Regions from separate parts of the Mus musculus genome. Here all the other regions are linked to region 1. Evidence: chromatin contacts called from public HiCAR-type and promoter capture Hi-C data. All regions are on one chromosome and are shown on one strand. Each heading gives the region's core, a stretch centred on a gene start, on an enhancer-like site or on the middle of the called end of the contact. The rest is flanking DNA. Distances are from core to core; before and after follow the strand shown. Region 1 holds the start of Lsm5 (LSM5 homolog, U6 small nuclear RNA and mRNA degradation associated). Region 2 holds the start of Mindy4 (MINDY lysine 48 deubiquitinase 4). Region 3 holds the start of Adcyap1r1 (adenylate cyclase activating polypeptide 1 receptor 1). Region 4 has its middle 25 kb from the start of Gm34441. Region 5 has its middle 44 kb from the start of Lancl2. Region 6 holds the start of Neurod6 (neurogenic differentiation 6).

Region 1 (3,857 bases), core at 485-2,984:
ATACATCCAAGTAATCCTGACAGCTATTGACACTGCTGTCAGCCAGCATCGGCCTCCAACAAGACTACACAAGTCAGGATAGGTGATCATCTCTGGCCAGGGTCCTGCAAACTGAACATCTTTACCAGGACATTGAGCAGTATCATGCAGTTAAATAGAAAAAAAAATGAGTGAAGACTGGGGTTACTCAGGAAATGGATTTGAAAAGGCAAGTGTTTTATGCTCAATGTGGGAGAAATGGGTATGGTTTAAAGACAAGATCAACAAGAGAAGCTTGGAGTGACACACATCCACTGCACACAATGTTTCCTTTTCTCAGAATGCGGCTTTTGCCTCTTCTCTGCTTACCCATTCTTAGTCACTGTGTGAGAAGACTCCCAACAACTCCTCAGTTCTTCAAGCTGTGGCCAAGGGACAGTGTTTTAACTTGTTTTAAGCACAAGGAACTTAATCCTGACTCTTACCTCAAAAGGATGGCTGTCAAGTGTGTTTGTAATTGCCTTGGGACCTAGTAGATCTGTAAGACTTATAGATTGGGCGTGGAGGAAAAAAAGCCACCACTGGCTTGGAATTGAGAATGGAGCTGAGTTTTCATTGCTTTCCATATTAAATCCCATAGTGCTGTGCACATGAAATGTACTATTTGTCCTCCTTCCCACTCTCTTGGTTGAAGACTTTTCTGAACATTGTTTTATGTATCCAGCAAGCTGCTAGTCAAACAATATTCCACTGATATGTTTTTTCAATGGAGGAATGAAGGGTGCTCATCTCTCATATTTAGGCTGTTTGGTTTTAAGTCTGTCACATGAGATGGACAAAGGCAAAGTATTTATCTGCTTTAACAACAACAACAACAACAACAACAACAACAAAACAAGCACGTAAACGAACAAACAAAAAACACTAGGGCCCAAACTCCGGGCCTCATGAATGCTAGGAAAGTACCCTATAGCCAAGCTACCAGCTAGCCCTTGTTAGTTTTAATTTCTTATTTTGTGTCGGGGTCTAAGAGGGCCATGCCTGCAACAGATGCCTCCTTTTGTCTCTCAAGTGTTGGGTTTACTGGCCACTCCACGTTAAAAGGGGGCTTTTTAATCTTTTCCAATGCAGAAGTGTGATAGCAAGGTTTCCAAACATGATGGAGTCAACATACAGAGTGACATCTTACGGTTGCCTGCAAATTGAAAACTGATAGTGACTTTAATGCCTGTAATAAACCAGACACCTAGAAACGACAAGAAGAAATTAAATAATAGTAGAAGTTTTTTGTTTGTTTGTTTGTTTGTTTGTTTTTTCTAAAAAAAAAAAAGCTTGTGAAAAATGCTGCTTTATAGACTTTCAGTCCTCTGGCCTTAAAAGTACCAGATTCCTTAAAAAAAAAAAAATGAGTAGTTGTTGAGGAGCATGCAGAACGAGTTTATAGTAGGAAATATAAATTGATTTTATTGCTCTGAAGAAAGATACAGGCTTGAAATGCAACCTTCTAGAGGAAAATTAACCGACTCAGAGATCTCGTATGCTGGTCTTCCGGCGGCAAATTATCTCTGAAGTTTAGCAAAACTTGGGGGTACCATAGGTGCCTGTTGGGTTGGTGGCAGGGATAGAGATCCGAACCTCTCTATCGAATCTGTCTGCGATCCATTGGGATCCTCTGGATCTCAAGATCGGCTTTGGATTAGTCTTGTCTGAACCAGCTGTGGAAAAGGGCGGAAGCGCGCAATTTTAAAGTCTGCGCCGGTGTCCTTAGCCACTTCCGGCGTGGCCATGGCGGCTAACGCGACCACGAACCCGTCCCAACTCCTGCCACTAGGTAAAAGTCTTGTTTGGGGAGCGGTCGGGTTGCTGCAATTCCACGCTGGGGGCCGAGGCTGGGCCACCGCCCCTCCGGGCCCGGCTGTCCGGTCCTTGGCGTCACTGGGCAGACAGACAGACCGTTTTGCCTGTCGGTGGTCGGTGAGGGTCCCACTTAGTGAAGGACGTGCTCGGCCTTTTTGAGCTCGCCAGTAAGATGTCATGAGTCGCGCAGTCCCAGTTCTCAGCTTGGCCTTCTTGGTCTCCAGATCAGGTAGACCCTGTATTGGCTTGGGTAAGGAGTGCGCCACGGCATACAATGAATCTTACAATAGAAATCTGGAAACTAGCCCCGTCGTTCATTAATTCAACAAGCAATTCCCGCGCAGTGCCAGAGAACTGTTGAATAATGAACTTGAATTACAGCCATTGCTTTCAAGATCGCACACCGGCACGCATCGTGCTGAGCAATTCTAAGATGCTGAGATGAACAGGTTGGCCCAGGAGCACAGAGAGTTAAGGTTAAGTGAGAGAAGGAGTGACGGGAAAGCCGGTGTCTGTAATAATGCTTCTCCCTTGTCATGTTTTGGGGCTGGTGAGCTTAGTGAATGTGTCTGTGATTGAAAGTTTTTGCAGTGTTAGATATTGTTTATCGGTACAAACACTGATGAAGAAAAACAGTTATGGTCTCCACCCACCTCATGGTGTGTGTTTTCATACATTAATCAAATAATCTAAATAAAAATCACAGTCCTATTAATTGCAAATAAAGAGTTAAGTGAAAGCTAAGGCAAACATTTGTGCTAACGATTAAACAGAGATTTGTGTAAGATGTAAAATTACCGAATGGTTCCAGATACATATGTAGGAGAGTATGGCCTTTTTTGACATCATTGGGAGGGGAGGCTCTTGATCCTGTGGAGTTTGATGCCACAGCATAAGGAGAATGCTGGAGTGGGTGGGTGGGTGGGGGAGCACCCTCATAGAAGCAATTGGGGAGTGGGGAGAAGGTAGATATGGGAGGGGTGTTGTGGAGGGGTAACCAGGAAGGGGGAATATCATTTGAGATGTAAACAGATGGAATGATTAATAAAAGTAAGTAAATAAATAAATAAATAGCAAAAAACTGAATGTTTTTGCTTATCTTTAATGATAAAAAATAATAAGTGAAGTAGGCATTCAAATGTTGGTCGATCTAATAAGTAGGTAAAATTACCCTTTTCCTTCCACAGAGCTTGTGGACAAATGTATAGGGTCAAGAATTCACATTGTGATGAAGAGTGATAAAGAAATTGTCGGGACACTTCTAGGATTTGATGACTTTGTCAGTATCCTTTTTAAAAGCGGGAATGGTGTAGGTTTCTAAAGATGTATTAATATAAGAAAGAACTATAGACAACCGAAGAATTTCTGGTTATTACATTAAGAATAATTTTGTTTTCCAGGAACTTGGTAGTATTTTAAGAGGTGTGTTTGCTGACAGTTGATAGGGCTCTTGCCAACAACAAACCTTTTGAATTTGCACTATCATAGTGTTGAACATATTTTAAACCAAACAAAAACATATACCTGAATAAACCTTATTTATTTTCTTAACATTAAATTCAGATATGGTGTTGGAAGATGTCACAGAATTGTGAGTAGTATTTAAAAAATTAAAAAAATTTGAGAGGAGGGGAGGAAATCTCTTTTTAATTAAAGATGGTGCCTTGATTACTTTTTTCTATTAATGTGAAGAGACAGCATGACAAAGGTATCTTATGGAAGAATGCGTTTAACTGGGGGCTTGCTTACAGTTTCAGATGGTTAGAGTCCCTGACTGTCCTAGCTAAGAGCTTATATGTTAGATAATAACCAAGAGAGAGAGAGAGAGAGAGAGAGAGAGAGAGAGAGAGAAGTAAATAGAGAACGCGAGCGCACTAAGTGGGTATAATTTAGGTTTTTGGAATCTCAAAGCCTAACAGGGTGATACACCTCCTCCAAAAAAGGCCACACCTCCTAATCATTTCCAGTTTGCCAACAGAGGACCAAGTGGAGGCCATTCTCCTTTAAACCTCCATAGCAGC
Region 2 (3,857 bases), core at 672-3,171, 1.5 Mb after region 1:
CAGATGTGACCACTGTAATAGAAGTGTCAAGGTGAGTCCAAGGACAATCCTGATCAATTCTGATCATGGGAGTGACCAGAAGTGCTTGGGGAGAAACAGGCCTTGTCACAGGGCAGAAGCGATCAAGGGAACCATGAAGGAGAAGCTAGGGCCAAGCTGTGAGGCCTCAGGATTGTCAGTGAGGGCTCAGGATTGCACTCAAGAATTGAAGGCCTCTCGGGTACTTCTAAATCTAACCCAGTCTTAAAAAGCAGCAGCGATCAGCCTCTCAGGGCATGACAACACGGATCATCCAACTTGCATCAAGGACTCGGTGACAGAGAGTCAAAGCAGAGGCAATAAAGCCAGGTGCATTGCAATGTTTCCAAATAAAAATCATTCTGAAAGAGCACACAGGCATTTCAGAACAGGTACAGTCAGAGCTGGTATAAAGTGGCAAAACCAGTGAAAAGTTGAATACCTGTGTTGTATGTAAGTATCCAGGGCAAGGAGGCGTCAAGGTCCAGCCTGCTCACCCTCGGGCAAGTTTCTTTGCTGCCTTGTCCCATAACACTCTGATATGAAAAGGAATACTGTAAGTATACTTATCTTCCAGGATGGTTAGGGACATTTGAGAAGATCAATCACCATCTAGGAGGTACACACAGGGTGGCAAAGGCCTGTGGTGATCACAAGGTCTCTGTCCCAGAGCAGAAGCAGTGACGAAAGTAATTACAACTGTGCATGCTGGTATGCCCCCGTACTTCCGAATACAGGAGTCAGAGGCAGGAGAATCGAGAGTGTAAAGACAGTCTGGGCTACACAGAGAGTTTAAAGAGAACCTAGGCGCTGCCTGGGCATCACTAGTGCTCACTCATCAGACATGAGTGGACTGTAAAAGTTCCCGTTAGAGAGAAGATGAGGTAGTAACGTCAAACTTACATTTCAAACTAATAGCACATACCTAAACTTCCACCATCTGACCTCAAATCCTTTTCCTTTGTTCCATGCAAACACACACACACACACACACACACACACACACACACACACACACACACTCACACATACGCACGCACACACGCATGCATGTTTCAATCTCAAATTAGTGCCCCTTGGGCCAGCTCAATATGACATCATGTGGAAGCACAGATCCCTAGTGTATAGTCCTCAGCCCCTTTGTGTAAACTACAAGCCAGTGTGGGACTCCTGGAGTCTAGGAAGTGCCTTCCTCTCCTAGACCCCCATGGGGGACTCAAGAGCCTCCCTAACTTGTAAACACTTTGAAAACTCTTCTGGCAGTAAGAGAATTTACATAATTCCCCCCACAAAAGCTCATTCAGCAGCTAGAATTTCCATCATTGATTAAAATGATCAAAAGGACTGCCTGTCCAGAACTTTCCTTTAGAAAGTTCTTTTCTACAGACATGTCCTGTGCTCCTGGCTGGGAGAACTTGCTCCGCCCTGGACACCCTTGCCAATCTGGCACTGCTGTGACAGAGGGGACCAGGGGAGGGCAGCCAAGCAAGCGCAGGCCTGGCTTTGTGGACGTGCCCTTGCATTAGGGAGGGCTGGCTTCTGGGAAATGTAGTTTCCTTGTCCCGAGAAAGGGGCGCTCTTGGGGAAATCTCTGAGGCGAACAGAAGGCATGGAATGCTCCCCCCACCCTCGAAGGTGCAAAGATGCTAATGGAAACCACTGGTTGCCCCCCAACTTAAGAAGATACTAGTGGGTTTCGGAGTGTCCAGACATTACCTTTCTGCTAAGAAACTCCCTGACCAGGGAGGCGGCCACCTCCTCCACGTACAGACTGTCCATGCTGCTAGCGCTGCCCACGAGGCCACGCGGCCGCCTGCAGCCCCAGGCCCCTTAATCCGTTGGGCCCAGTAAAGCGGCGTTGCCGTGGCGACGGTGGCATCCGCGCCAGGAAGAACTCCTCCCCTTCCTGGGAAACAAGCGTTCTAGGAGGGCGGGAGAGAAGGGAGGGAGGAGCATCCTCCAAGCCGCTACTCTCTGCCAGTTGCTGTGCCAGCAGCTGAAGGCGGGACTTAGCCTATGAGTTCTGGGCGCCGAGTTGACTGACTCTGGTTTTTTGTGGTGGATGTCACTGGCCTAATCAAAGGTTCTATTTCTCCATACACAAAATGGGAAACACGCCCTACCCTGTGGTTCTTAAAGTCTGAACTGGCAGGGAAGCAGGGCCCTGACAGTCCACCCTCAGGATTGCAGTTACCTCCCGGGTTCACTTGAGACACAGACTTCAGTGTTCTGGCCTCTGTTATGGCAAGGGCGCTTAGACTCCAATTTCTGGCATCTAGAAACTGGAAGGATGGGAAACTGCCGAAGCCCAGGTCTTTGCCAGTCCCTTGGGTAGCACCTCAACTTTCTCCAGGACTGTACTTTGCCTGTTGCGTTGGTTTGCTGGGGCTGCTATAATAAAACGCCGCAGACTGTGGCTTCAACAACAAAGTTACTACCTTGCAATCCTGTATGTAGCCTGCAAGCTGGTGAACAGGTGGCACCAGGGCTTTTATGGCTCGAGTTCCCTCCCGTTGACATCTTCTTTCTGTGTCTTTACAGAGCCTCCCTCTAAATGTATCTGTGTGCTATTATTCATCTCTTCTTAGAACACTGAACACAGTTAAGTGTTCACCATAACAACCTCCTTTAATGTTACTGTACCTCCAGATAAGTCACATTCTAGATGCTACAAGGCATTAGGACCTCAACTTAGGAACGTTATGCTCTCAACTCAGCACATATCACCCACACTCCTACATACAAATTATTTTCTCTAAACTAATGTTTCTTATTTTTTTCTTAAAATTGTTTCCAGGCAGTGATACTCACAAAATCTTAGGTTTGTATGATTATTCAATTCTGAGAAACCTTAAAACATTTATAAAATTAGAAAGGTATGTTGTATGTAAGATTGTCTCACAGCCAACGGCACATGCACTGTGTCTGGAGACTTCATGGTCCGCTTTGGTGTCCTGAGGATGTCATTGTATTAGGACAGTTATAATTTCCAGGCATCCTCACCGTCTAACCCTCCAAGGAGGTCTCTGCAAACTCACCTTAGCTGCATGTGGGTAAAGTGAAGATAGCAATCAGGAACCTTGCCAGGGGACCTGCTATTTCAGATGTAAGGACACACTAGTAAATGTGTTATCATTTAAAGCGCAAGGCAGACTTTCTTACATAGACATAAGTAAGACAAGAGCTTGCATGTCAAAAACCGGTAATTGCTTGTCTTCGTTTTGTTTTCTGTTGCTGGGACAAAATACTGTGATCCACAGTTGTAGGTTTCAGATCCATCACAGAAACAGGAGCTTGAGGGAGTTAGTTGGTCAGATCACACCCACAAACAAGAAGAGAGCACAGTAAATATATGCATGCTCAGCTGCCCTCACTCTTGGTTAAAGGTGTATTTATTTTTATTCTGTGTGGGGAAATTTGCTTGCATTTATGCATGTGTACCATGTGCATGTGTGGTGCCAGGGACTCAGAAAAGAATGTTGGATCCCCTGCAACTGGAGTTACAGATAGTTGAGGGCCACCATGTAGGTGCTGGGAACGGAACCTGGAACGGAGCAACAAGTACTCTTAACCAGTAAGTAATATCTCCAGCCCCGCTTCTTCACTCTTACACAGTTCAGGATTCCTGCCTAGAGAATGAAGCCACCCACAGTGGGCAGGTCTTCCTGCCTCAATTACCATATTCAAAATGATCCCCCTCCACCAACCTAATCTACATGATCCTAGAGGCTTTCTTCCTAGAAGACTCTAAATTGTGTCAGGTTGACAATTTAAACTATCACAGTGTTTGCAGAAGAAGAGGATCTTGGTGAGTCCCAGCCCAACCAGGGCTACATAGT
Region 3 (3,857 bases), core at 834-3,333, 1.3 Mb after region 1:
GCCTGGCTCAGTCTTGGGAGTACAGGAAAAGGTCCTCCTCCAGGCTCACCACAGACATGTTTCCTCGATACACAGAGACAGACAGACAGACAGACCCTTGGGGATCTCAGCACAGATGCACCACCACCCATGAACCACTACTGATGGCAGAAAGTAGGAGGGACCACATCTGACTCCTGGTCACACCACACACACTTGTTGATGGATTGGTCAGAAGATCTGGCTCAAGGCCGGCTCCAGCATGTCCTGTCTTTAATTTGTGTGTTCAGAGTTTGGCTTGTGTCCAGACTGGGGCCTTTGCCTGTTCTTTCCAAGGTCAATGAGGAGCAGGAGTCCTAGGCCTGCACTTGGGAATGGGGGCTCCTCCAGCCTTACCTGCCACCATATCAGATGCATCTCAAGGCCTTCTGAGCAAAGAGCTACCTGCTATCCCTGGGCTCCAAAAGGCCTCATCACAGTACAAGTAACCCTTGTCCCAAACCCACAGCCACCCTCCAGCCTGCAGCTTGACCTTCCGAATGGTCTGCCTCAGTCCAACTGCAGTCTGGGGGCAGACTGCCTTCCACGTCCTCTGTATGGGCTCTAAATTCCTACATACCCTCACAGGAATGCACCTGAGCTGCCACAGGGAAAAAAAAATCCAAACAGATGCCTATTTCTCTCTCTTTAGGCCATGAGGGAATTATGGGACATACAGCCTGAAGTAAAGAAAAGTAGTCACAGCAGCCCTGAAATGGACTGAGGAATTAGCCAGACCCCCTCTCATGCCAAGGTGGTCCAGAAGGCTCTGGGTTCCTAGAACTGAAGCTCCACTCCCTAGCAGCGAGGGAAATGCCATCGCCATCCCCTTCCTGCGTGTTTGCTCCTGAAGATCTAGTTCCACGAACTGGTGCCTGGTCCCTTGCTCTTGCTGACAATATGATCCTGCTCCCAGTAGTCAGCTAGCTACTGCAGAGCCTGGGCCTTTAAAACAAACATCAGGGGTCTCGGAGGGGCCCACTACAGCAACCCCACTCCCACAGCGATTTTCCCCCACAGGCCCTGCAGGGCGTTTCCTTGTTAGACCACCAACCCCCAAGCGTCTCTTGGTCAACCTCTCCCCGAGCCCCGGGGAAAGACTATCCTTAGGATAGTCCTATAGCCGTAGGGCTATCCTTTTAAAAACAATGCTAAAGCTTATCTCTATTGGGGGCACAAACTAAATTGATCCCTATCTTATCTCCGCAGCTCATCCCTCAAACGCCCTGCAGACTGTAGAACCGAGTTCCCAAGAGACCCTCCAGCATTTCTTTCCAAATCCACGTAGGCGCTTTGGTCCGACCTGGAGACAGGGAGATCGAGCTCTGGGGGATCTCTGGCCGTAGTGTCATTCGTGCCCCTGAATGCCTCTTTCTGGCACCAGAAAAGGCTGAGACAGCTAGGCCGATACTCACTGAATGGTCTACAATAATGTGCTCCAAGCCACGGTCCGACACTTGGATGGAGCAGAGAGAAGCGTAGGCAGCCCGCGGCGGCGGGAGAGGATGGGCTCCGACTCTGTGCCCCGCGTTGGCCCTCGCTGGCTTTGGGTTTGGCAGAGCACGCGGCTCCTGGAGACCTCTGGGCTGAAGGAGGGGTCCAAGGGCCCCGCTGGAAAAGGGTCTGGCGCTGGGCGAGTGCGGAGCAGAAGGACAGGCCAGGAGTGGTCCTTACCTGATGGCCTCGGGGCTGGTCGGGACTGCTGGGCGCAGGGGCTGAAGGTGCAGGAGGACGCGCAACCCGCGAATCCGCGCCCAGAGCCGCACTGGCTGGAGCGTGTGCGCCGCGGAGCGCGCGCCGAGCCTGGTCTCTCGGTGCGTGTGGCCGCGAGCAGCCAAGTCTGTGTGTCCCTGCGCCGCGGTGTGTGCGTACTGCACAAGGGACCGCGCTGCTCCAAAGTCGCAGCCAGTCGCAGTCGGGAATCGGAGCGAGGCGTCCCTCGTCTCCTTTAGCCCACCCTGTGCCACTCGACCGGCTCTGTCCTGCGGGAGAGGCGCCGCCTCTGCTGCGCAGCCAGGCCCGGGGCCGAGGGAGGCGATAGACCACCGCCTCCCCGGCAGACCTCGCAGGCGGGGGGTGGGGTGCAGGCCAATGAGAGCCCGGGGGGCGGGGTTAGGCCGGGGGCAGAGATGGGGAGCTGGATGAGGACCACCGCGCTGACACAAGCCAGAGCTGCAGCAGGGACCCAGGGCGCGGAGGCGGAGGTAACAGCCCCCCTTTCCCAGTTCTGTCGCAGAGCTTCCGGGCTGAGTTGTGCCTTCCTCAGGGCTCACCACCTTTCTGTCCAACAGCAAAACATCCACTAGAGAAAGCCCTCTCCCTCTCTTCTCTGTGTTCCAAGCCTCCTCTGGCAACCTGCCACCTGAGCAAGTCCCTGGCCCTCTTTGGGCCCTCCTCTGCTCACAGTCAGGGGTCTAGAAGGGATGAATTGCAGGTGCCTATCTAGATGTCCTCGAATGTGACACCCCAGAGAACACCTCTATAGCCAGAAAAGGAGTAGAGGTGCTTACGGGAAGTCTGTTAAAAATAAATGAGACTGCCCTGCCAGCTCTGGGAGTTTGGGTGTGCGGCCTGATGTTTCTGAGCCTCCACTTCTTCACCTGCACCACATCGTTTCTATTTCTGGGCTCATGAGAAGAACAACATTGTGTAGGAACAGTCTGTGTGCCAGTAGCAAACTTGTACTAGGCTCATATATTCACTGATGCTAAACAAATTACTATTGTTGTTGGTGATATGGTGTACTCACCCTTCTTCTGGTACAATTTGATAAGCAGGAGCTTAATGAGCAGAACTCAGTCAAATAAGGTCACAGTGCCAATATCCTGCCACCTCCAGTTTGGCATAACTGTGTCCAGTCACAGCATCCTGAGTTCTTTGTATCCCCATCACTTAGTCTCAACTGGCTTCTGTCATTGCCTGTTCAGGCAAGTTCTGAGCCACCCTTGATGTGTGTCCTTCTGAAGAACCTTCAAGGAAGAAGAGGGAAGGAGAAAGAACTTGAGCCTTTTGTTAGCAAGGTCAGTCTAGCTGAAAACAAAAGGACAAGGAGATGGAGAAGACCCATGAATGGGAGCCACACAGAACCCTAACTGGTAAGACCTACATGATCATTTTACATCCGACTTCACAATGAAAACAGAAAGGCTAAGAATAGGAAGCAACCTGATGCTCCAGAAAGATGTATGGAGTGTCCTATATACAGACAGCAAGTTTATGATTCCCCACTTAGTCCAGGAAGCACTGGTCACCTCGTAGACAGCTGGCACTCGCTTGTGTTCTTTCAGGCCATGTTCCAAAGGAAGAGCAGTGGAGAATATGTCTTCTCTCTTAAGAGTGGTCAGGACCCCCTCTAGGGAGAGTACAGCTAGACGCTGGGCAGAAGTCAGCAGTCAATCAGGAGCAGCTCTAGAACGCACTGCATCTCTCTCTGGTCTGTTTTCCCAAACTGGAGGTCAGCTTCTCTACTTGGCCTCCAGCCTTGATGTAGGACGGATCAAATGAGATGTCACCTGTGAAAGTACTCTGCAAACTGCGAGACATTCAAGGGGAGGCAGGGCTGTTGATAGCCTCCACATAGGAAGTGGAACATGAAACATGGGACATTGGCACTAGGGGCTGCCAGGGAGGGGGAGATGCAATCACTTACCCACAGTAGATCAGATCACTCCACTACGGGAATCCTGACGCTTTGAGTTTGTGCATCCAGTTCCTGGCTCATTACATACTGCTGGTTCTTCATGTCTGTGTCTGGGAACCAGAGCCCTGCTTTCTGTTGTGTGTTAGCAGGTGCACATCATGGAATATGAGAAAGACAGTCATGGTGGGTGTCTTCCTCT
Region 4 (3,857 bases), core at 958-3,457, 1.2 Mb after region 1:
TACACTCTGAGCTGAGGAACATGTTGGGCAGTGGACCACAGCTGGAAAAGGCAGGAGGCTTTTAATGGGAAAAGGACATGCATGAGTTTAGCCATTGCAGGTCAGAAGGATACAAGTAAAAGAGGCTCTTGATGCCATTGAATCCTGTGTGGAGGATTTTCTTGCGCCCGTAGGCATGGGGGAAATGAAACACACCCTAACTTAGAAAACATGGAAACCAGAAAGAGAAGCCTTTGCTCAAGGCTGCAGATATAGAAAGGCATGCAGGATCATGCTGTTCTGTTGTTCTAGAGCATCAGCCTAGATGGAGCTGACATGAAGAACAGATTTACCCTGGGGCTCTCTTACAGACTCAAGATCCTGAGACTAGTTAGCCCAATGACCTAGGGGAAAGCCAAACACTGTTCTACTGAAAGAGCAACAATAAAATGACCCCTGTGACCTTCTACTATCCTCATAGATCAGTGTCCTACTCATCCATCACCAGGGAAGCTTCCTCCTGAATCAGCTGGGAACAAATACCGAGACCCACGGGCAGACAATAGGCAGTGAGAGACCTTGGAACATTCAGCCCTAAATGGGATGTTTGTATCAAACAAATCCACTCCCTTGGGGCTCTGGGAACTCGGTGGAAGAAGAAGCAGAGAGTGTAAGAGCCAGGGGAAACGGAAGACGCCAAAGAATCAAGACCACAGCAGGACCGATCAATGTAGACATGACCTCGCAGAGCCTGAGGCAGCCTGCGCAAGGCCGGCACAGGTCTGCCTCAGATGGGATCCTAGAGCTGAAGGGAGAAGTGGACACACGCCCCCATCCCTAACCCAGAAGCCGTCTCCAATCAATACAATTGAAACACACTTGCAAATTAAGTTTTATCACTGGAGAAACAAACTACTCCTAATCGTAGGCTGCCAGCCCAGCAGTTGATGGCCAGCAGAAAAGGCCGGTAGCACCTGTGGAGGTCCCTTGGCTCATAGCCTGTGTCAAGGCTTGTTTTTAATCTTATAGTTTTAGTTTTTATGTTTATTTTATTTTTATTTTCTCTCTCTCTCTTTTTAATCCTACATGTCCTTTGTGTATATTTTTTGGCTTGGAGGTTCTTGGTCTCATTATGTTAAGTCGGGTAGTTTTTATTTTCTACATTGCCAGTCATATACATTGGCTTCTGGTTTTTTATGGGATTGCTAAGTGTGCAAACATGTGTGTCTCAGCATCTTGTGCTTTTTCGTTGGCTCTTGTTCTTGCTTGTTTTTTTTTTTTTTTGTTCATACTTTAATTTGTTTGTTTGTTTGTTTGTTTTATCTTATTGTATTTTCTTATTTCTCCTTAGATGTCTATTTGTTTTCTAATGAGAGATAGAAAAGTTGAGAATCCGGCATTCGAAGTAGCATCTGCTGGGTGTGCTCCTCTGCATACCGAATTCTCCCAGGCTGCAGCCCTTCATGACCCACTCCCAGTATTCTCGCGTCCACAGGGAGCTAGTTCCTGCCTTTCCAAGTGTCATGGTTGCACAAGTTTGTCGTACGAGATGGTGTGCATAATCTACATATCTCCCCCCAGATGACTCAAATCATGTCTAGACCTTTGCGCTACTCAGCCCAATGTGGGCGTTATGCAAATGACTGCTGAGTACCGCTTTTCCCAGAAAGTTTTCCATTCGAGGTTTTCTGCATTCACAGATAAGGAGCCCACAGGGACAGAGGAACAGCCGAACTCATTAACCTCCCTACAGACATTAAGCTCCTGGGGAGAAGCCCTCCTTTCTCTCACTTGTCTTCTCCAAAACCTCAGTAAGAAGACAATAGCAAAGCCCGCCGTGAAAATCTGAGGCCTAACCAGATGGATGCAGATGTTCACGCTTACAATTAAGTGCGAAAGTTCTTAGACACAAATCCACGTCCTAAAGGGCTCCTTATGTGTAGTCTCCAGAAATAACTTTTCTGTGTGATCATACAGAAATACAAATGTGTGTGCCGGCGAAGTCCAAAGAGAAAAGCCCTGCGAGAAAAGCCCTGCACGGTGCACTGTGGGTCACATTCTTCTTACAAGATATTTCGCATGTAAGTGTCTCTTCCCAGTGTTAATTATAGAAAATATTTAAGCTTGTTCTTTCTCTCATTATCTCATTACCAGGCACTGTGTGGAAATGAGCCAGTTTCCCTAGACTGGAAGCGCGCGTTACACCGATCATCAAACAAAATGGCCACCAGAGGGCAGTGCAGACCTATGAGTTGATTCCCCCACCCCACTCCAACCTTCCCTCCCTCCAGCCCAAACTCTTTCTGCCAGGAAGAACTCTAGATAAGGGAAACTGCTGGAAGGGGAAATGTTTCCCAGTTCTTGCTTGTATTCTCAAGGCTTCCCGCCTCTCTCTCTAGCTCCTTGGGTTAAAAACCGTGCTCATGCCATGGCCTGTTGTAGGCCTCCCTCTGCTCCTGATGCAAAAGGTATAACCAAATGACAGACTAGGCTTTTTCCACCACCATGCCACCTGAAAAGCTCACAAGGCTGACCTCTAACCCCAACCCCAGTCGTCAGTGAGTGCTGCCTTATGGCCAGGGAGCAATCAGTCACAGGGTTCATGTGCCCGGGCCACTTTGTGAGACTCGGATCTCATGCAAACATCTCCCTAGATTTGAGTGTGTGCTTCCCACCCGAGATGAGCCCCATCTGGTCCTTAGGCACCCACTCAAAGTCGAAATGGGAAACATTAGAAGGCCAAGGGTAGATCCTATTGCTTAAGTGAACCACAGAGGGAGTGTTTACTTATGTCTGTCAAAGATCACAGACCGGTCTGTCCTAGCCCTCTCTCTAACTCTGCAGCCCCCTGGCTTCAGTGGAAAGTTTCTTTTCCAGCAGTGTCCTTAGGGGCAAATAGAAGCTGGGAATAGGAACCTCTTTCCAAGCAGGGACCTCCTCCATTATATAAATGTTTCCAGACCCTTATTCTGAAGCCTGGATCTGCCCACTCCTTCCTGGAGGATTGAAGAATCCAGGTTCTTTCCAAAGAAATCTCCCAGTTTCTATCTTCCCTGGGCTAAGGCCATCCAATCTGGAGGCAAGAGCCTCTGACCTTCAAACCAGTTGCAGAGCGCTTTAATGGAAGAAGTCCTGTGGTTCTGAGCATGTGCGGTCTATCTCTACCAACCTGATCCAAAGAGGACTGTAAAACCACCACCACCCACCCATCCTCCTATAGAGCCACTTAGAAGAGATTTCCAGGTGGTAGCCCTTGGGAGGCCACATGAGTCTACGCTTTTTCTGGGGAGGCTACTCTTGTTCCTACAAGCAAAATGGCCTGCCCATCCAGCCTGAGCAAGGGGTGGCTCAAAACAAAGCTACTCGACTTCTAAACAACGAATACAGATACTTTGTAGCCCAATCATCATGAGCCTTTAACAGCACTTGACACAGGCAACCACACCTGGTTATTGGGGTCCTCCTTCTCAACTCCCCTGTCAATGTACTTTCTTCCTCTGTTGATGGGCTTGAGTCTCATTATCTGTCTGTTGTCAGCTCCTTGGTGGCTTTCTCTGTGTCCCAGAAAAGCCCCCAGTCTGCTGTCTCGGGATCCTCTCTACAGGGAGGATGGATAAAGTGCTTCATCAAAAGGCCCAAAGGGGGATATTAAAGACCTGGAGACAAGAAAATCCGGAGACCCAAGGCTGTGTGGCTAGGATGGTTATTAGAACTGGTTGCTGCTTCAGTTTCAGGGACCACCAAAATGCCAAGCGCACTGTCTGAGAGCACTCTCTTTACTACTGCCTGTGATTGTCAGCCAAAATCATTCTATGCAGGCAAATGGAACAGAGGTGACAGAGGGGTTGGAAACCCTGGAAATGACGACACAGGGACCA
Region 5 (3,857 bases), core at 808-3,307, 1.0 Mb before region 1:
CTCGGTTACCTAAGTTGCTCCCCTTCAGTCAGCCTCCACTACCTTCCGGTAGTACTCTGGGCTCTTAACAAGCTTCTCAACGTGGTCTTACAGAGACATTCATAATTCTAAGTATAATACTACCTGATTTCCAGTCACCCATATAAAAAGAAAACTGGATACTTCCTTTCAGGCCTGAGATCCCCCAGGTGCCTTGGCCCTTAGAATACCACCTTGCCCTTGAATTAGCTATCATCTTGCAGCTACATCTTCTTGCAGCGCTGTTTTCTTGCAGCTGCTCCAGTGCATGTGTGGCACCTACCTATCTGGGGACATGGCTGTTTAGACCTGGTAGCAGTGCTATACCAGATAGTTTGTCTAGGCCCATTCTTCAACCCATAGGTCAGGTCTGGCCATGTATACAGATAATAGTAATTAAAAGTACTTTGAAGGTTTTCAGTACCACCCAGATCTATCATTCAATATGGAATTTCTAAAATATATCACTTCATCTGGAAAGGATCTGCCTCTATCCTTAACAAGAACTTATTCCTTGGCACTCTGCTTGTGGCCCTATTTCCTTACATTATAGCTAGTGCTGTGCTGTTAGTTACTTGAAAAGAGTTCTAGATCCTACTCGCCCTTAGGACCTTTTTATTTAAGTCTTTTAGTCTGCAGTGAGTAACTGGCCATGTTTTTAATGTATTAAATTTTCAAATTTGAGCGTCTGTTTGCATGTGTTTGTGTGTGCCTCCCATACATGTGGAGGTCAGCTGACAACTTTGTGATTCATTCCTTCCATCTTGACATGGAATTTGGAGAGGAACTTAGATTTTCAGCAGATGTCTTACCTGGATACCCATTTTGCAGGCTCCTTAATTTGTGGTTTGTATAAGAATGCCTCCCGCAGGCTCATATATTTAAATGCCTGGTCATTAGGGAGTGGTACTTGATATGGATTAGGAGGTATGGCTATGCTGGAGAAACTGTGTCACTGGGAGGGAGTGGGCTTTATGGTTTTAGAAGCTCAAGCCAGGACTAAAGACTCAATTCTCTTCCTGCTGCCTGATAATCTGGATGTAGAAGTCTCAGCTCACTCTCCAACACCATGTCTACATGCCTACCTGCAGCATGTTTCCTATCATGACAGTAATGGACTAAGCCTCTGAAACTGTAAGCAACCATCAATACAATATTTTTCTTTATGAGTTGCTGTGGTCATTATGTCTCTTCACAGCAACAGAACACTGACTAAGGCAAGTTGTTTTGATGACTGCCTAGTTTTATTTGATTAGGGGTATTACAAGGATACATTTGGCAAATTCTGACATCACTCAAATCCCTTTAGGTAGACAGGAAACAAGACCGAAAAGGCTCACTGCCTTGCATTACATCTATGTTAGGCAGGAAAGACCCCTTCTGGCCAACTTCTACCAGGAAAATGGTTGTTTCCAAATCAAAGATGGGAAATCTAATGCTCACTTTCATCTGTGCTTTCCAAATTCCAATAAGCTTCAAAATATCCATCACAGCTGTCAAAACAAAAGATGGCAAAAACAAAAATGTGGAATAATCTCTGAAATAAAACGAGGCTGATGAGAACTCAGGTGGGACAGGAAGGGGGCATAGCCAGAATGCTGAAGGAAAGAAGAAACCTGAGGGAGCATTAACAGGCTCCACCTGGAGATGCTCCAGGCACACGGGTGGACCAGAAGCTGGCTTCTGACCAAGTGCACACTGAGTGGCAAGGCATGGTTCTGGGAGGCGGGCTTCTGGAACCGTTACCTGATTTTAAGGTACTCAATGCTTCTATTAAACATCTTTGTAGCTTAGGGTTCTTATGGCTTTCCCACAATCTCTAGTTCTCTGCTATACTTTGAATTTAATGTGCATGGCCCCCAAGGCCCATGTGTTAAAGGCTAGGGCCACACCTGGTTTGAAATATAGGGTGGTAGAAACTTGAAGAGGGAGAACCTAATGTGAGAGCTGACTGTTCGGGGCACATCTTTGAGGTGGATATTGGAACCTCCCCGTTAAGCTCCCAAAGAACCTTATCTTTATCCTTGGCCATGAGATGAACAGCTCTGTTCCACTATGAACCTTTGGATAATTTAGCTCCTCATCACAGGCCCAAGCAATAAGATCAACCCATCATCATGAGATGAAACCTGGAATACTGAGCCAAACATTGGTTTCCTTTGCTATTTGTTACAGCAATGCAAAGCTGCCTAGTATAATTGCCATCTGAATGAATGGGGAGATGATGTTCAAAATAGAACCTGATGGACCTGGAGAGAGTTACCCCAGTTCCTCATATTTTTGGTTGTGAGCCTAGCCTTTAATAGCTGAGTCATCTTTCCAGCCCATGCCTCTTTCCTTATCACCATCGTGCAGATGCTTTTCCTAGCACCAGAAAAGATATAGCTAAGTAGCCTGCCTCCTCCCTCCACTCTGTCCACATAACTGTAGCCCTGAATCTTTTTTCTTGGTTCAAGACAGGGTTTAGCTGAGTAACAGCGCTGGCTCTCCTGGAACTAATTTTGTAGACCAGGTTAGTCTTGAACTCATAGAGATCCAGCTAAGTAAGGCAGGAGTCTTTATTCTGCCCTCTGTGTCACTTTGTTTTTACTCTAAGGTGTTGTCCTGTCTAAACAGCCCTCCTATCTAATTGCAGAGGCATTTCTTTGCAAAACTGCTCCTATCTTGATTTCCTAGTACATTCAGCTTATAAACAACAGAAAATTTCCCTCAGTGTTTCAGAAGCTTAAAAAAAGAAAAGAGAAAAAAAAAGAAGGCAGGAAAGAAGAAAAAGCTGAAATTAAGGTGCCAGTGGAGATCCAACCCATTGTGCCAGTGATAGAAGCCGGAGAGTGCGAACAATTATAGTGTTACTGTGAATACAAGTGGTCTCCAAGGAATGGCAACCATGTGGACAGAGGAGCCAAATGAGTATAAGTTCTAGTGATGAGAGATGCTGATGGTGGCTACTAGAGTATGAGTCTAAAAGTCCAGAGAGCCATCCTAAAATGCCACGCTGTGTTTGTGTGTATGGTGGTGGTGGTGGTGGGGTCCGCAGCATTGTTTGATGTTGAGGTACTGAACAATCAGGACTATCTGGTAATGTGGGAGGCTTAGGACACTGGACCTCCTGATACCTCTACATCCTCCAAAAGAAGTGGACTTGGGAGGTGCATGGACATAGAAACGCTCGAATGCAGCAGCATCACAATTTGGAGGAGGTGGGAGTGGGGAAGTCTGTGGGAACTTGAATGCAGCTCCCTATTCATACCACTACAATGGTCAAATCTGTCTTATGCCTAGGACTCATAAAAATCAAGTCCAGGAAGCACAGTGTAAGAGAGGGAAGGCAGAGACCTTCAAACCTCTATGGAATCTACAGGCCTGCTGCATAGCACATGGCACAGACAAACAATAGGTACCCTCTTACTGCTATGCCAAGCAGCATGGGTGGAGAATGTCATCCAGCCTACATTGGAAGCCACCACAATATTTGAGTATGTAGCGGATGAGAGCTTAGGATAGCTGGCCCTGTCACTTGTCTTCCATGATGTATTGGTACGGGGGTGATGCCTTGCCCCCACTTGACCCTCACCACTTACAACAGTTGGGAAGAGCTGACCCTGGAGTCATGAGAACAAGACAGATGATCCTGCCCTTCACTGGCTGCAGCAGTCAGGTGAACTGACCCTGCTCCTTACCTGGGCAGCACAGTACAGCTGACCTTGGTTGTAGGGGCATAGCTAATCCAGTCCTGGAGGAAAGAGCATGGGACAGTTGGCCCCACCACTCACCTGCCTGAGGTGGTGTGAGTGCAGGGCTGATGCCCTCTTCCTCCCTGACTCACAACCTTTAGTAGT
Region 6 (3,857 bases), core at 653-3,152, 1.0 Mb after region 1:
CTTTTGACTTTTGTGTCTGTGACACATTTAATACAATACAGCTAGCTCCTGGGGACTTAGAACAGTTGTAACATGGGAGATCCAAGGCGGCTCTGCCTGCCTTTGTAGCTCAGGAATCTGATGTTTTCCCCTCCTTCACATTTAAAAATTAAATCACACACGAGAACAACTGACACCAGCATCTGCCTTTCTATTGATATTCTTGGTATTTATGCAAAATCACATTTAGATGTTGAACCAAAAGCTACACAAAATATATTTAAAACGTCACTAGTAAAACTGAGCTGCAAATTCTAAAATGACTGATGTGACAAGTTTTAGTGTGAAATACAAGCTAGCCCCACTGACCTATTTTAATCTATAAATTAATAGGTCTACTAGTGTTTTAAATTTTTGCTCTTTTTTTTACTGCCTCTTTAAGAGAGATGAAAAGCACTTTTCCCTAGCATCTTTCTTTTGGTCAACCCTCGATCTTTTCTACAACCTTTCAGGAAAGGTCAGGCAAACTTTTTTAAGGGGATAGACCTGAGTAGGGTAAAAGGAGCAGAATTGAACCTGGGTGCCAGTTTGGTTGAATCCAAAGTGTATTAAAGCGGCCGAATTCTAAATCTTTCAAAGGTGGGATTTATAAGGGAAGTGCTAACACGACCTCAACCATGCCAGGCTGCCAGGAATTATACTGGGACCAAGAGCATGCTTTTCCACATTAGAGCCAGAGATTGTGCAACTGTCAAACAATGCGGCTTGTCTTTATTTGTTTGTTTGTTTCACTTTTTCAAAAGTTCACATTTTGCCATTTTCTGGTGTGCCTAAAATTCCATGTCCGTTCGGGAAGGAGATGTCTCAGAGGAGGAGAGGAGTGGAGAGAGAGGGCCCCTAGCTTTACATCCTGTTTCATTAGAAGGGCTTTGCCAGCTCTGCTTAACTGCTTCTGCCCTGCTTCGTTAAAAAGGCACCAGGAGGGGGAACGAGGGAAAAGGAGAAATAGAACAGAACACTGATGTTAAAACAATAAGATACTTAAGTGAATCTGGGTCTAGAGAAAACAATGTAGCAAGGATAAAATTAGTAGGGCAGAGAAAAAAAATAATGAAAGCTCCAAAAATTAAGGAAATTAAACCTTTGGTTTAAAAGAATAAATAAAATGTGCTGCTGCCACATGTCAAGGGGAGAAAAACAGCAGATTGAAGCGATGGTTTTCCTGTTTATTGTGTCTGAAAGGAGAAAGCACAAGCAGGTTAAACACCAGGAGATCAGGGAGAGGAACTGAGAGGAGTTAGTGGCTCAGCGGTGAGCAAAATCTAACCAAAGACTCACTTTAGCTCTACAATTGGTCTGTGTGCAGTTCTGTCTGCATACACTCCCTCTGAAAAGTTGCGGAAAAGACAGCAGCAAGTGTAAGGGAGCATTTGAAGATGTCTTTCACAGACCCCAGATGGATAAACTGATCTTTTATTCTGAAATCCTGAGAAGCAAAGAAGTCGGGAGTAGAAAAATACACAGGCACACACCCACAAGTTACATGCCGTAAAGCAAAACAGGGAAATAAGAAGCCCTTTGCTGACCCCTTTGTCGACCTTAATCTTGGTTTCCTTCAGTATCCAACCCCAGCTTCTAGTTCCCACACAAGGCTCTCCTTCCCTGGTACCCAGATGCACCAGGAGGAGCTGGTGATCCTTGCAAAACAACAACCCCACAAACAACAAAAACCTCTCTCACTCACACAAAAGCCCACCTTGCAAATGAATGGAATATTAACGACTGCCTAACAGTTGCACCATTGGCAGGGCGAAACACATCACTAACACAGCTCTTTCTACAGATTGCCAGTGAGACCCGAGCAGCTAGAAGAGAAACACACCTACTGTATGTAAAAGGCTGGTGCAGATTTTTTCCCTATCAGTCTAACCTCCTGTGTTGATGCATGAATGCTGGTACCCACTTACAGGGATGCCAGATGATCAGTGCAGAATGAAGGTCCCAAGAGAGGATCACATGGCTCTCTCTGCCCTGTGACGTCACTAGCAGATGGCATGGGTACCAGCTCTGGCAGTTGGCATCAATGTCACTTTTTAGAGATCAATGAGATAGTGCAGATACACACAGATCTAGAGGCTCCAGGAGACGATGCGACACTCAGCCTGAAAAGATTTGGAAGATCCAAAATGAAAACTGATTATTGAATGAAATTAAAACCTAAGGTAATATAAATAAAGATCTACTCAATTGATGCTGGCTTTGCATGCAAGTATTTAAAGATACAGTATCACTGTCTTAGAGTATTTCTATGTTCTTTGCCATCTATAAGTTCTTATCATATTTCATTCTTATGATATAATTATCACATACTTTCATTACTATTATGTAACATTGCAAATATGTGTATATTTTGTGTGTGTGTGTGTGTGTGTGTGTGTGTGTGTGTGTGTGTGTGTATGTGTAGTGAGGGGCTGGAGATTGTTAAATTAAAAGTCTCTGTTTTAATGTGCCTATTTGGTTGAAGACTTTAGATGAAAAATATTTGCTGCTTTACCCAACAAAAACAAAAAAAAATGCATTTTAAACACAAATTATTTTCCCCTTTCATTTGGGATTCTGAACACACGTGCACAATTGCAGCCAGAATCCGTGGACCGTCCCTGTCCGATATTAGCTAGAGGGAGACTTCCGTGGCTCTTAGAACAAAAACACTAGGAGCGGAACAGCAGTAAACAGACAATTACATTGAGGGAATTCTTAGATGTTAAAGCAGTCGCAACATTTGCTTTGATTTAAAAAAAAAATGCCAGTAATGTTTGTGAGTTTTTTTCCCATTTGTTTATAGTTTTATTTTCGAATGACTCTACTCCCCTTTCCTTTCCTCGAGGCTGGGAGGGCAGCACTCTCTTGCATAGTTCTTCACTCATCAGGAAAAAAAATCAATTTTAAATTTGATCTGATTGATCTTTTCTTTAAATCTGCATGTTCTACAGTCACTTATCTAAATTCCCAGTTTGAGGTTAACAGAAAATAAAGTTGGGGAATATTTTTTTCTAACAAAACCCCCTCCGTTTGTTAGCTTAAGGGAGAGAGAACACTTTTCGTTTTAAACATTGGTTTCTTTTCTATTTTGTTCTCGGGGGAATTAGAATTAATGAAGGTCTGCATTATTGTGTCCTGCTTTTATTTGCTTTAACTCCACTCCATGTGTATTAAAAATCCAGTTTAAAATCCAAGAGAAATAGAAAATGCGATCGTCTCTAATAAGTATTTTCTTTTATATTTTCTTTTGATAATAACTTGCCTGTATAAATTAAGGCTTCTGCATAGATCAATGTCTTTATGATTGTTGGTCTGTGAAAACTCAAATTTTTTATTTAATATAAGAGTCCTGGAATCAGTCTTTTTCATTCTGCTCTTGGAGTCTTAACGATTTAGTCATCAAATATATTTTGAAGTATATCAATGCTAAAAATGAAAACACTTTACATACTGTGCTGGCATTTTTTTTCAGGTAAATTAAGGTTAAAGAACCATGTTAACACTACCGTTTGACGAGTCTGTCGTAATGCCCGAATCCCAGATGTGCAGAAAGTTTGCTAGACAATGTGAGGACCAGAAACAAATTAAGAAACCAGAGAGCTTTCCAAAACAAGTTGTCCTTCGAGGAAAGAGCATTAAAAGGGCCCCTGGAGAAGAAACCGAGAAAGAAGAGGAGGAAGAAGACAGAGAGGAAGAAGATGAGAATGGCTTGTCCAGAAGGAGGGGGCTCAGGAAAAAAAAGACCACCAAACTACGACTGGAAAGGGTCAAGTTCAGGAGACAGGAAGCTAATGCGCGCGAGAGGAACCGGATGCACGGCCTCAATGATGCTCTGG

Evidence for each region. Promoter capture Hi-C pulls out the DNA fragments that hold promoters and counts their contacts. HiCAR-type assays count read pairs that join an accessible place to other places.
Region 2: a HiCAR-type map of astrocytes shows a contact between it and region 1, with 4 times the contacts expected there. The contact joins the promoter of Mindy4 here to the promoter of Lsm5 in region 1. A contact is called at or near these places in 5 of 39 promoter capture datasets (the 3T3-L1 cell line, hippocampal neurons and liver) and 2 of 115 datasets of contacts at active chromatin or transcription factors (astrocytes and stem cell-derived neural progenitor cells).
Region 3: a contact with region 1 is called in a promoter capture Hi-C map of hippocampal neurons, with 3 times the contacts expected there. The contact joins the promoter of Adcyap1r1 here to the promoter of Lsm5 in region 1. A contact is called at or near these places in 2 of 39 promoter capture datasets (the 3T3-L1 cell line and hippocampal neurons) and 1 of 115 datasets of contacts at active chromatin or transcription factors (astrocytes).
Region 4: a promoter capture Hi-C map of hippocampal neurons shows a contact between it and region 1, with 5 times the contacts expected there. The contact joins the enhancer-like site here to the promoter of Lsm5 in region 1. A contact is called at or near these places in 5 of 39 promoter capture datasets (the 3T3-L1 cell line, cranial neural crest, frontonasal cranial neural crest and 1 more), 1 of 484 Hi-C or Micro-C datasets (cortical neurons) and 3 of 115 datasets of contacts at active chromatin or transcription factors (astrocytes, embryonic stem cells and stem cell-derived neural progenitor cells).
Region 5: a contact with region 1 is called in a promoter capture Hi-C map of the HPC-7 cell line, with 5 times the contacts expected there. The contact joins the enhancer-like site here to the promoter of Lsm5 in region 1. A contact is called at or near these places in 6 of 39 promoter capture datasets (the HPC-7 cell line, hematopoietic stem and progenitor cells, liver and 1 more) and 1 of 115 datasets of contacts at active chromatin or transcription factors (stem cell-derived neural progenitor cells).
Region 6: a contact with region 1 is called in a promoter capture Hi-C map of hippocampal neurons, with 5 times the contacts expected there. The contact joins the promoter of Neurod6 here to the promoter of Lsm5 in region 1. A contact is called at or near these places in 1 of 39 promoter capture datasets (hippocampal neurons) and 1 of 115 datasets of contacts at active chromatin or transcription factors (astrocytes).

Annotation. Positions count from the first base shown.
Region 1 is chr6:56,702,576-56,706,432 of GRCm38.p6, reverse strand. Lsm5 (LSM5 homolog, U6 small nuclear RNA and mRNA degradation associated) reads left to right here and starts at 1,734. Exons shown (of 5, transcript NM_025520.3): 1 at 1,734-1,810; 2 at 3,024-3,119; 3 at 3,400-3,427. The coding sequence starts at 1,765.
Region 2 is chr6:55,201,447-55,205,303 of GRCm38.p6, reverse strand. Mindy4 (MINDY lysine 48 deubiquitinase 4) reads right to left here and starts at 1,921. Exons shown (of 18, transcript NM_001142781.1): 1 at 1,735-1,921. The coding sequence starts at 1,797.
Region 3 is chr6:55,450,204-55,454,060 of GRCm38.p6, reverse strand. It overlaps Adcyap1r1 (adenylate cyclase activating polypeptide 1 receptor 1), which reads right to left and starts at 2,083. Exons shown (of 17, transcript NM_007407.4): 1 at 1,693-2,083.
Region 4 is chr6:55,510,296-55,514,152 of GRCm38.p6, reverse strand. No RefSeq gene overlaps it. Among named protein-coding and RNA genes, the nearest start is that of Gm34441, 25 kb to the left of the region's middle. Within about 2 kb of position 2,207, at least 21 of the 459 cell types and tissues checked have an H3K27ac peak or open chromatin away from gene starts, as enhancers often do.
Region 5 is chr6:57,744,106-57,747,962 of GRCm38.p6, reverse strand. No RefSeq gene overlaps it. Among named protein-coding and RNA genes, the nearest start is that of Lancl2, 44 kb to the right of the region's middle. Within about 2 kb of position 2,057, at least 38 of the 459 cell types and tissues checked have an H3K27ac peak or open chromatin away from gene starts, as enhancers often do. A contact at or near this core is called in the HPC-7 cell line, where this site is marked.
Region 6 is chr6:55,679,308-55,683,164 of GRCm38.p6, reverse strand. Neurod6 (neurogenic differentiation 6) reads left to right here and starts at 1,902. Exons shown (of 2, transcript NM_009717.2): 1 at 1,902-2,201; 2 at 3,494-3,857. The coding sequence starts at 3,515.